2 separate regions of the Mus musculus genome follow, and region 1 is linked to region 2. Evidence: chromatin contacts called from public Hi-C data. All regions are on one chromosome and are shown on one strand. Each heading gives the region's core, a stretch centred on a gene start, on an enhancer-like site or on the middle of the called end of the contact. The rest is flanking DNA. Distances are from core to core; before and after follow the strand shown.

Region 1 (5,982 bases), core at 3,404-5,903, 84 kb before region 2:
TCACAGTAATTTTGATTTTTTTCCCCTTTAGATTGGGAATCCCCAAGATTAAACAGATCAGTTTTCAGAAAATTTTACTCTATTTCCTTCCCTACAAGTTGTACCAATTTTAAGCTTGAATAGCTTCAAATATCCTGCTGGCATATCTTTATAAAAGGGAAGTAAGCACAGCATTTAGGAAAAATAGAAAAGATCAGAAAAAAGTGTCTTTTTCCTTGACAGATATAAATGATTGTGTTTCTTTGCTTGCTAATTGGACAAAATCTTGTATATGTTAATTGGTTGCTTGGATTTCTCCTGGGATTCCTTTTAATACCTTTTGCCCACTTTTTTTCCATGTGTTTGTCAAATTTTTTTTATTAGGTATTTTCCTTGTTTACATTTCCAATGCTATCCCAAAAGTCCCCCATACTCACCACCACAATCCCCTACCCACCCACTCCCCCTTTTTGGCCCTGGTGTTCCCCTGCACTGGGGCATATAAAGTTTGCAAGTCCAATGGGCCTCTCTTTCAAGTGATGGCCTATTAGGCCATCTTTTGATACATATGCAGCTAGAGTCAAGAGCTCCGGGATACTGGTTAGTTCATAATGTTCCACCTATAGGGTTGCAGATCCCTTTAGCTCCTTGGGTACTTTCTCTAGCTCCTCCATTGGGGGCCGTGTGACCCATCCAATAGCTGACTGTGATCATCCACTTCTGTGTTTGCTAGACCCCGGCATAGTGTTTGTCAAATTTATGCTTGATAAAGAGGCTTTGTTTTTGTTTGTTGGACACAAAACACCTTCCTTTTTACTCCTAGTAATTATTATAAAGCTCAGCAGGAAATATTTTATAGTAGCAATGTAAATAGAAGTTCCTGGAAGGAGAATTTGGAGACTGATTTTAAACTTTATTGAGGAGCCTGATAAGGGTAAGCTTGTTCCATTGACTTCCTCTTGGAAGAGCTTAAGACAATAGATGTAATTCTCCCTTGGCCACTTTACAAACTATATGTAATAAAACCAAACACACACACACAGGAATTTTAGGAGAACTCAACAGCAATCTGATCCTAAAATTAATGTGAAACAATAATGCACCTTCCCCTTAATGGGGAAAATAAAAACAAAAGGTAGTGGGAGGTGAGAGAAGCAGCCCAGCTGAAATCAAGACATATTGCAAAATTATTGCAAACTGAAAAAAAAAACCCAGTATTGATGGGAATAGATAAATGTATGTATGACACAGGGCAAAGAATGTCCTTCTTTACGAAAGAGTCATTGATGTGTGTGTGTGTGTGTGTGAGAGAGAGAGAGAGAAAGAGGGAGAGAGAGAGAGAGAGAGAGAGAGAGAGAGAGAGAGAGAGAGAGAGATTTTTGCCTTGTATCCCAAGCTGGTAAGGGAAAGAACCAACCATGTTCACAAAGTGATGCTAGGACGGTTGGCTTTCCAGGATTAAAAAGAAAAAGTAAACCATGAGATCCTCACATCATATTACAAAATAAATTCTGCTAGAGTCCTAAAGGCAAAATCAACGATAACATTGACAGCTGCAAAACAGGCAGTTCTCTAAAGGAGAAGAAAATATAGAATGATGACCTACCACATGCAGGTACTGTTATTATTGTTGTTGGTTCTTCTTTTGGCGGGGGGTAGGACAATTTCTAATGAACTTTGCTGTTTTCCCTCATAGGCTGTGTGTACACAAAACACACAGAGCCTTTTCAATTGTAAGACACTAATAACAATGGTATGCTTTTCTGTTTTTCTTTGCCTCCAGATGTCTCCTGTGCTGCCTTCTCTTCCACTTGGCTTTCTACAACTTGCCCCTGATCACAAAATTGGAGCTCTATAGGAGTTCTTGCTGTTTATTCCTTAAACACCAGATGTTTGCCAACTCAGAGCCTCTTTCCTCAGCTTTCCCCTCTACCTACAATGCTCTTGACTCTCTGATGGGCAAGATGGATTATTCTCTTACTTTCTCCATGTCTCCTATGAATTTATTTTTTCTTATTTTTTATTTATATATTTAGTGAGTGTTTTTGCCACATGTTGCACATGTGGAGGTCAGAGGACAAGTTTCAGGAGTGGATTCTCTGCTTTCATCGTGTGTGTTCCAAGGATTGAATTCAGTTTGTCAGGGTTGGCAACAAGTGCCTTTGCCTACTAGGTCATCTTACTGGCCCTAGAAATTGAATATATTTAATCTCTAGGTAGGTCTATGATCCATCTAGGGTTAAGTTTCACATATGATTGGTGATTAATATTTTCCCAAATGACTGGATATTTGTTCAAATGCCATTGCTGAAAAGATCCCCATGAGATTAGTTTATCAAAAAATCAATTGTTCAACTTGCTGCAGTGGTGCTAGCCTCATAGGGTCCTTTCCTCAATGTAATGCCAGCATTTGAAAGGCAGGGGCAGGAGGACCATAAGTTTATGGCCAGCGTGTGCTACAGAGCAAGACTCAGTCTCATACACCAACAACAATCATTTACTAAAATTCATGTACTTATGGACATTTTATTCAGTTTCATTGCCTATATGTTAATTGGCTTTTGCCAATACCGTTCATTTAGTTTTGATTTTTTTTTGTGACTATCTTAGGGTTTCTATTGTTGTGATGAGACTCTATGACCAAAGCTACTTGGGAAGGAGAGGGTTGATTTGCCTTATACTTTCACATCATAGCCCATCACTGAAGAAAGTAAGCACAAGAATTCAGAGGAGGAACCTGAAGACAGGTTCCTTGGAGAGGCCAAGGAGGAGTCCTGCTTGTTGAATTGTTCCTCATGGCTTGCTCAGCCTGTTTTCTTAAAAAACCAGGGCTACCAGCCAGAGGATAGCACCACCCACAATGGGCTGGGCCTTCCCACATCAATCACTAATTAAGAAAATGCCCCACAGGCTTGTTTACAGCTCAATCTTATGGAGGCATTTTCTCCACAGAGGTTCCCTCCTCTCTGATGACTCTAGCTTATATCTAGTTGATAGAGAAGTATCTTGGACAGTGGCTGTGGTAGTTTAAATATGCTTGGTTCGAGGAACAGCACTATTAGGAGGTGTGGCCTTGTTGGAGTAGGTGTGGCCTTGTTGGAGGAAGTGTGTCACTGTGGGTGTGGGTGTTAAGACCCTCAGCCCAGCTGCTTGGAAGCCAGTCTTTTCCTGTTTGCCTTTGGAACAAGATGTAGAACTCTCGCCTGCCTGGATGCTGCCATGTTCCTTCTTTGATGATAATGGACTGAACCCCTGAACCTGTAAGCAGCCCCAATTAAATGTTGTCCTTGTAAGACTTACCTTCATAGCAGCAAAACCCTAACTATGACAGTGGCTTTCATAGGAAGTCTAAAATTATAGTGTAATTATTCTGACTTTGTTTTCTTACTAAGTCCTTTCCATTTCCATAGAAATTTTGGGATCAGCTCACCAGATTCTAAAAGAGAAGGGGTTGTTTGGATTTTGATTGTTAGTGCATCAAATATATACACCAATATGGGGAAAACCACATGTTAACAAGATTCAGTTTTCAGTTCCATGTATGGTGTGTCTTCCCAGCCACTTGGCCCATCTTTAACATATAGTTTTCAGTGTACATCCACTGCACAAATTTGTCCAATTTATCCACAAGTGCTTCATATTGTATGCTGTTATAAGTGGTGATGCTTTGAATTTACCTTTTATGTGTAGAGCTTTTTTGCGTGCATGTATGCCTGTACATCATGTGAGCACGTGGTGCCCACAGAGGTCAGAATTAGAGATGGTTGTGAACCCCAACAGTGTGAGCCACATTGTTAACTAGGTACTAGAAACCTGAAAGCAGAAAAGAGACACTAAAAACCTGGCGTAGTGGCACATACCTGTAATTCCAGCACTTTGGAGGTGGAGACATGATAATCCTGAATTTGAGGTCAGTGTAGATTATACATAGCAAGACCCTGTCTCAAAACCCCAAAGCTACAGGGCTGGAAAGTTGGCTCTGCAGTTAATAACACTTCCTGATTTTGTAGAGAACCCAGGTTTGGTTACCAGTACCAACTTGGTTTACAGCAATCCTTAACTCTAGAGTCAAGAACCCAGTGCCTTCCCTTGGCCTCAGTGGGTACCAGGTCACCACATGGTGCGCAGATATAAGTGCAGGTAAAACACCCACTGCCGGGCATGTGACTTGGTGGCAGAGATCTTGCCTAGCGCAAGCAATGTCCTGGTTTTCACCCCAAGCATTCAAAAAGGACACACCCAGAGCAACAGAAAATCAAAGGGAAGGTTTGGAATTTTTAAAACGTAAAGGCTTGAAGGAAAGGCCCCCATGAGTCATGCACTTGAACCTCTGAGGAAAGTGAGAGCTGATTGGCTGGCACTAGTGTCTTTGAGCTTAAAGGAGGCGTGATGATCTCGTTCTGCAAGTGTTGGGAAGATTGCAATCTTGAATCTACTGCTACTGCTGGCATGAGTCACCACCTCCGGGGTGAAGAAGTATTGCCAAACTAATCTGACAACCAGAGGAAGTAAATACAAGGAAGAATTGACCTTGATTTCTTTTCCAGACTTCTAGACTTCCAGTTTGCTTCTAGAATTTTCCATTGACAGGGTCAATATAGGAGATGGTAGTGCAAGAAAATTTTGGGTTATAGAATCTCAGCTTCAGCCTGACAAAGTATGATAAAGAGATTGGGCTTGATGTTGTGGGAAAATAGCTTCACAACTGATACTCTTACAGTTTATGATTTGAGGGAGAGACTGTATTTTATTTCTGCAAAAGGTATCTAGAGTGTGAATTGGCGGGCCATTAGAATGATTTTGAATCTTGAGAAAATGATACCAAAATTTAGGAAGTATCAAGTAAATATTTGTGACTGTAATAGCACTGCTTGAGAGGCCAGGGTCGGAAGTAGCCAATGTGCAGGGAAATTTGGATCAGTAGAGACATCTTAAGTCGGTTTCCCTTTCATAACTTGGCTATGTTCCCCATTGCTTAGCTTTCCTCTCACTTGTCTAGCTTATAAGTCTCCAGACTTCCCTTTTAGATACTAATGATTCAGTAGCCCACAGACATTTGTTCTGGCTACTTGAATTCAAACACTAAAGCTTAAGATAGCATGCCTGTCAATTTTCCAACAATAGTATTTTTATTTATTATTTGAGATTTTCATAGGTATATACAATGTCCTTTAATAATATCTTTAATCATATCTAACTCCCTGACTCTGGTTCCTCTTAGGTGCTTTTTATATCCCCTTTCTAACTTCATGTCTTTTCTTTTTGATACTCCACTAAGTCTACTTGGCCCCTATGTGTATGAATATAGAAACATCCACTGGAGCATGTGCTACCTACCAGTGACCATCCTTCAAAGAAAGTGGTTTTCCCTCCCTCAGTAGCCATCAAGCCAATAGCTCCTCAGGTAGAGGTGGGACTTTGAGTGCTCCTCCATCTAATGCACATGAATTTTAACAAATGGACAAAACGTTACTTTGGGCCTTTTCCTTTTTGTGGGTACGCTAATGTGTGGTTACATATATGTGTGCACATGTATGCAGAGCCTGGAGGGCAACCTCAGATGTCATTCTTCAGGGACTGGCTACTTTGTGAAAGGTTAATTTCACAAATAATAAAATTACTTACTCTGAGTGTTGGAGGCATATGGTTTTAACTTTTTTTTATATTTTTGTATTTTTTCTCAAAAGTATGAAAAGTTTTCATTTGAAATTACTTTTAAAACCCCATTAAGTAGAAATGAGGTAAATATCCATATTTCCTTATTTTTTCTTCTATAAAAAGATACATGTAAACTCAAAAATATCAGAAAATAATCAGATATGGGAAGTAAGGCTTATATCCACTCTTTTTGTTACAAATAACCACTTTTCTCAGTATCTAATTTCCTAGCCTTATCTCAATTACCAGTTGTATTAGTTTTTAAGTTAGCTTTTGAAAGTTGTTCTGAATTTCTGGTGTTTAATGCATATCTTAATAATAATGGGTCCAGTCAGAACTACAAAT
Region 2 (6,363 bases), core at 1,198-3,697:
TACTAAGTTCTCAGCACAGTCCCTTGCATAATTAAGTGGTCAAGAAATGTTATTCGCTATGGATATTTGCATCAGCATTTGAGATTATAATTTTCATTTCCATGTGTTGTTTCTTCATCTGGGAAGCCCCTTCATCTTGGCCCCATCACTTAAAATCACAATCATTTCTCATGTGACCTTGGCAAGTTATTTTGAGTCTTCTCAGCCTTTGTTTCTTCATCTGCAGAATGCAGAAAGTCATAGCTAAAGTATTTCATTGGACCGTTCTATGGGATTCATGAGATTATATGGAGGCTCTTTTGTGAACTAGAAAGTATGGTGTGCACCTGCTCTAGATTTCTTTGATTATCCCCTGCTTATTCATCATCAGTTTGCTAGTTCCTGAATATATACTTTGTACTTCATTTTTGACGTTTGTCATAGCCCAGCCTTGTTATAATTGTTCTTGCAATTTATAGCCATATCTTCCTCTTTGTGGAGATAGGGTCTTATTCTGTAGTCCAGGCTAGACCTGAACTCATGACAATCCTCCCCCCTCTCCACACCTCAGCCTCAGAAGTACTGGAGTCACATGTGTGCACCTCCACACCCTGCTTGGATGGGATGCCTTTAAAGGGTACAAGCAGTGTCTCTGGCTGTTGCAGTACAAGACAGGGCAGTATGCTTGCTGAACTGAGCTGAGATGTAAATTCATAATACAACTTGAGTGGGTAACTTGTGTGTGTTTGTGTGTGTGTGTGTGTGTGTGTGTGTGTGTGTAGGCAAGAGGGCAAGATGTCAGTGTTCAGCGTCTTCTATCACTCATCCACTTTTTTTTTTTTTTTTTTTTTTTGGAAAAAAGGGTCTCTTGTTGGCCTGGAACTTGCCATGTAGGCTTGGCTAACTGAGAGCTCCAGGGACTCATCTGTTTCTAATGCCTCCTCCACCCAGCACTGGGATTACAGATGCACACCACCATGGCTAGATCTGAACTCAGGTTTGCATGCTTATATGACAAACACTTTACAAAGGGGAGCAATCTCCAGAGCCGGAGTTGGTATTTTTATTTTTGTATCTTTCTTTACTCTGAGATAGGAATCCCTCACAGGGAAGTTCCTACTTTTACTGACTAGGTTACAAGCACAGACCAGAACTATGTCATGGGTGGCTTCCAGCTGAATTGCAGCAGCCACTGGGGACTTGTTAGAGCTGAAGAAACTTGGGCTTCACCCCAAACCTACTGAATCAAATTCATATGGCTGGAAAGGAGGACTTTGTGTTTGAGCAAATTTTATGCATATCAACATCTCAGAAGCATTTATGTAGACAGTTTAAAAGGAGAAAAATTAATCTCCATTTGACATTTTATAAAGGAGTGCTTATTTGTAATAGTCTGTTTAATGAAAAGGCGATTTATTGCTGGCAAACCATATGTTTTCGAATAAGCAACATTCCTTTCAATTTAACAGAATTTTCTGGAGTATCCCAAAACTCAAGGAACAGTTATTTTTTACTGGTTTATTATTAGTATGGTATACTTTAAGTTTAAAAAGAAAGAGGAGAATAAAATGTAGAAGAAAAAAAAAGCAGCCATTGGTACTTTGCCTGATCATGTCTATGAAAGTGTGAATTGGTTTTTTGTAAGAGCATGGGGCTGTTGACTGTATATCCCCCATAAAAGTCTTATCCCTTGTTGTTAGTGGAGAAAATCATCGTAAAGTCTCTGCTTTTCCACTTTGAAAGCTTCATGCTTCCATATTGAAAATAGGAACTGTATATTGCAAACAGTAATGGCTCTCTGCTGGAACCTGTTAGAAATGTCATCCTCTCAGCTGTGGGAATAAACATGTCAGAACTTAGATGCTAATTACTGTCACATGAAATGCAAGGAGACATCTTAGGATTTCTTGGCTGTTAGGAACCCCATCTTCTTGCAAATGGCAGCACATCACAGGGACTTTTACACTGTACAGTTTATAATTTACATGACTGACCTGTTATTTTAAAATACCAACAGGAAGATTAAGGATGCTGAAAAAGCAAAGCCAGCCAATGCCCTTTGGCCTTCCTAAACCCAATGCAGAAAGTTCCCTGCATTTTAAGGAAGATTATAATCTGCCACAACAGAAAAAAGAGGGGTTACAAAAGGATTTATGTTCTATAATAAGTTTTGAACAATCCAGACTTCTCCTCAAGGAATTGCAGGCTGTAGTAAGATTGGGTTGTATAGGCATGGCTGGGTAATTTAGGCATAGGTTGTTTCTAATAAAAGAATGGGACAAAGGATTGCTAGGCTAAGTTTGATCTGTTCCTGAATTCTGGATCTTGTTTGGTGGTTTGCCAAGAGAATAAATCATGCAGGGCTTTGGTGAAACACATATGACTGCAGGACATTGGGACTTCTCTAGAACTAAATGATATTAAGTGAGTTAATATTTGTAAAGCACATTGCACAATGCCTACCACATGGAAACTGCTCTGCAAATGTTTGCTAAATACATGACAAGTTCTGCTTTGAATTGAGGAAGGCCTCATCTGTGTGCCTAGAAATACTTTTGAGTAAGTAAATGGATGGATCTTGACTGAATGAATGCCCTAAGTTTGAGACTATAGAACTCCCATTCAGTTGGTACCAATTGCTTGTTTTGTTCACAACTGGCCTTTTCCCCCTTAAACATTGTGGCTCACTTGAGATATGTCCAAGATCTACATAAATGAGAAAGCCACACTCAAGACAGTTTATTCTCAGATATCCACTTCAAGTTCAACTGGGGGGGGGGCGGGGGCTACATATTGGGTGAGTCGCCCAGGATAAATAGCTAAAAGTTGACATATTTCCCAGAGGAGTGGTGAAATACTCTAGCAAGAATGTCAGGAAACTCCCCTTGAATGTAATATATGGCTGGGGAGAGCTCTCAGTCCCTACTACTAAAACTTCTACTAAAGAATTACCAGACAATTCAGAGTCATCATCTTCCTGACTCATAAAAACAGCAGTGAATTGAAAACATTTATTGTAACTGTTTGTTTCTCATGCTTTCTGCCTTCTCTTCTAACATAGCTGTTCTCTCCTCCCCCTCTCTTTCCATCCATGTGTTTTGGAGAAACCAATTCTCTCTACATATTCAGGGATAGCCTAGTTGGCTGAAGGTTATCCCCAGTCTCCTTAAATAGACAGATGACCCAACTCTGGCAGATGAGACTTGAGACAGCTTGTTCAAAGGCTTCTAGGAAATGTCTTCACTCCTAAGAGAGCCACAAATAGAGACAGTCTCTTGCATGCCTGGTGTACATGCCTGAAGCAGCTGCAGCCATCTTGTTGCTTGTTCAAGGCTGATGACATCAGAATGGAAAGCTACTAAGGGGCAGAATAGGTTAAAGACTTTGTGAGCTGAAACGACCCATATGTTATCTCATCAATCATTCCAACCCTGTTTGAGGTAGCTAATGTTATCCCTAACGGGCAGGGTGAGTAAACCAAGAGGTTAAACAGCTCAGGGTCACACAACACATAGGTGGAAGATCTAAATTTCAAACTGAACTCTGTTCAACTTCAGAGGCTGTGTTTGTTGTTGTGCTGTCTGAACCTTGATTCAGATGACGAGTGAACAAGAAGCAGAACCTGAGAGCTGGCTGACCTATTTTTTCTTTCTTTCCTTTTTTCTTTTTTTTCTTTTGACTTCCATGCCTAACATTTGACCTTTTGACCCCTATTTCATCATGTGTAAGATAGTTGGACCAGATGTTTATGGAGGTTCTTTTTGGCTCTAAGATCTTTTGAAATGCTTGATAAACCACAGGAAGGGATAAAAGAAAACAAACAACATGCGTTTGGTATCTTGAGAAAGGACACTGGGCAGGATTTGCCCTTTGAGTCCAAGATTCAGGGAGCCCAAAGAACAACAGAAGGTTCCACGTGGCATTCAAGGGAACAAGCCTAAAACATATTTCTTGCCACAGCAAAAGTAATAGAGGTAGAAAGGGACCAGTGAGAGGTATTTTCTGCAGGTTCCTCTTCAGCAAAGCAACCAGCTTGATTGCTCAGTTCCTGAACAGGGAGTGAAATTCTGAAACACTTTTATGCTATCTCCAAAATGCTTAAACCATTACAGACATGCCAGTTTCCATGGTGCTTAAAGTATTACAGACATGCAATTTGCATTTAAAACATTCCAGACATGATGTGTGTGTGTGGGTACATTATGTGAAGTGTCTTTAAAGGTGACTTACATTCCCCACTTAGGTTCATTTGTTTTTGTTTTGTTTTGTTTTGTTTGGCTTTTTCTTTTCTGTGTTTGAACTTGATTTTGGATGGACAAGTAGCTATTGGATATAGTAGGGGTACCATAGGATATTTTGGTCCATGTATACATTGTGCAGTGATGAAATAAACACCATCAGCCTGTCTATCACCTTAAAGGTTTATCATTTTTTCCTGTGGTGAGAACATTCAAATTCTTTCAGCTATTTTGAAATGCGTATTAGACGTTGCAAGAAAACTTGTTTTTCTGATATTATCACCAGAGACAGCAGTAGTGCTCAGAGAAGCTTCATCCCCAAGTCACCAGGATGGGGAGAAAAAACAACCATACAGAGAATTTTGATTACCTATTTCTGTATACCAAACACTTAGTAATTTAATGCAAAAGCTATTTTATGTGCTGATGTCTGTTGATTAGTGAGTTGGAGAGACAAAGTTGGGACACCTTATGTCTGCCTGAGGATATCTGGACCTCTGGCTTGCTAGCTTGAAAGTGTAGAGAACTGGCTGACATGTGTATATTAGGGTCATGCAGTGCCTCAGTTCTTTGTTCCCTGGCTTCTCCATATGGCTAGTTGGATCTGCCTGTGGTGGTGGTTTCAAGATAGTTTGCCTTTGTTGGAATCAGAGAATGGAAGCTTGCCAGTCACCCAAAGGCTTGATGCTCAGGGTTATGGCTCAGAAACCAGTGCACTGTCATTTCTGCCACCTTCTACTGTCCAAAGCAAGTCACAGAGCATGCCTTGATTTAAGCCAAGGGGAGATGAACTCTGATTTCTGGAAGGGAAGGATGACAAAGACTTTGTGGCTATCTTTATGTTCCTTTAAGGCTCTGAACAGATTAACTCAAGACTGGCTGCTAAGAGAATATCCCATGATTTCTGAGATCATCATCCAGTGGGCAATCTTTAAGTTGTCAGCAACTAGTCTTTGAACCATCAGCTACAGTCACACTCTTAGAACTTTCACTGTTAGCTTTCAAAACTTTTCCTTTGCTTTTCTGCTTTTCAATAGCTAATCTTTTCCAAATTAAAAAAAATTTAAGAAGAAGAAATTGTCATTCTTTTGTTGATTTATAAAAACCTCTAAGTGATATCTGTATATCATTATACTAGCAAAATTTTGATGGTATTTAGTACATATAACAAAAATAAGGGCTGGAGAGATGGCTCAAGAGCACTGACTGCTCTTCCAGAGGTCCTGAGTTCAATTCCCAGCAACCACATGGTGGCTCACAACCATCTTTAATGGGATCTGATTCCTTCTTCTGGTGTGTCTGAGGACAGCAATAGTGAATACAGGAGGAGGGAGACCCTGCAGGAGGACCAGCAGTCTCAATTAACCTGGACCCGGGAAATCTCTCAGATACTGGAACACCAACTAGGCAGCATACACCAGCTGATATGAGACTCCCAACACATATACAGCAGAGGACTGCCAGGGAAGATGCACCTAACCCTCAAGAGACTGGAGGCCCCAGGGAGTTTAGAGGTCTGGTGGTGGTGGTGGGGGTAAGGATATCCTTGTGGAGACAGGGGAGTGGAGAGGAGGTATGGGATGTGGAACAGTCAGAGGGTGGACCAGGAGGGGGATAAAATCTGGAGTTTAAAATAAATAAATATTTTTTTAAAAAGACAAGATTGGCAAAATATAAAAGTGTTTCTTTGTTTTGACTCTCCAAAGAACCACAAACAATTCATCCTGTCTCTTTTTTCTGTACATTTCTGTATATACATTTGAGTCTATATGTAGATATTTATAGTAGTTTTTCTTAAGCAAAACTGTACATTATGATGCAATTTGCCTTTCCTATTTAGAACTATAGCTAGGCAGTGGTGACACATGCCACTAATCCCAGAACTCAGGAGAGGCAGGCAGATTTCTAAGTTCGAGACCAGCCTGGTCTACAGAGGAGTTCCGGGACAGTCAGGCTACACAGGGAAACCCTGTCTGGAAAAACTAAATCAATCAATCAAACAAACAAACAAACGAAATATACCATTTAGATTGATCCATACCAATATATCTATACACTGCTTTCTGTTAAGAGAGATTTTAGTTTTAATTATCTGCGTATTGCATGAGTTTGGGTTCGTGTACATAAGGCAAGTGCCTATGGAGGT

What was found. A called contact is a pair of places that touch in the nucleus more often than the background predicts.
Region 1: a contact with region 2 is called in a Hi-C map of bone marrow-derived macrophages, with 3 times the contacts expected there. The contact joins two enhancer-like sites. A contact is called at or near these places in 8 of 484 Hi-C or Micro-C datasets (the G1E-ER4 cell line, the HL-1 cell line, adipose-derived mesenchymal stem cells and 4 more) and 1 of 115 datasets of contacts at active chromatin or transcription factors (CD8 T cells).

What each region holds. Positions count from the first base shown.
Region 1 is chrX:159,143,807-159,149,788 of GRCm38.p6, reverse strand. No RefSeq gene overlaps it. Among named protein-coding and RNA genes, the nearest start is that of Rps6ka3, 110 kb to the left of the region's middle. Within about 2 kb of position 4,653, at least 27 of the 459 cell types and tissues checked have an H3K27ac peak or open chromatin away from gene starts, as enhancers often do. A contact at or near this core is called in bone marrow-derived macrophages, where this site is marked.
Region 2 is chrX:159,057,610-159,063,972 of GRCm38.p6, reverse strand. No RefSeq gene overlaps it. Among named protein-coding and RNA genes, the nearest start is that of Rps6ka3, 190 kb to the left of the region's middle. Within about 2 kb of position 2,447, at least 23 of the 459 cell types and tissues checked have an H3K27ac peak or open chromatin away from gene starts, as enhancers often do. A contact at or near this core is called in bone marrow-derived macrophages, where this site is marked.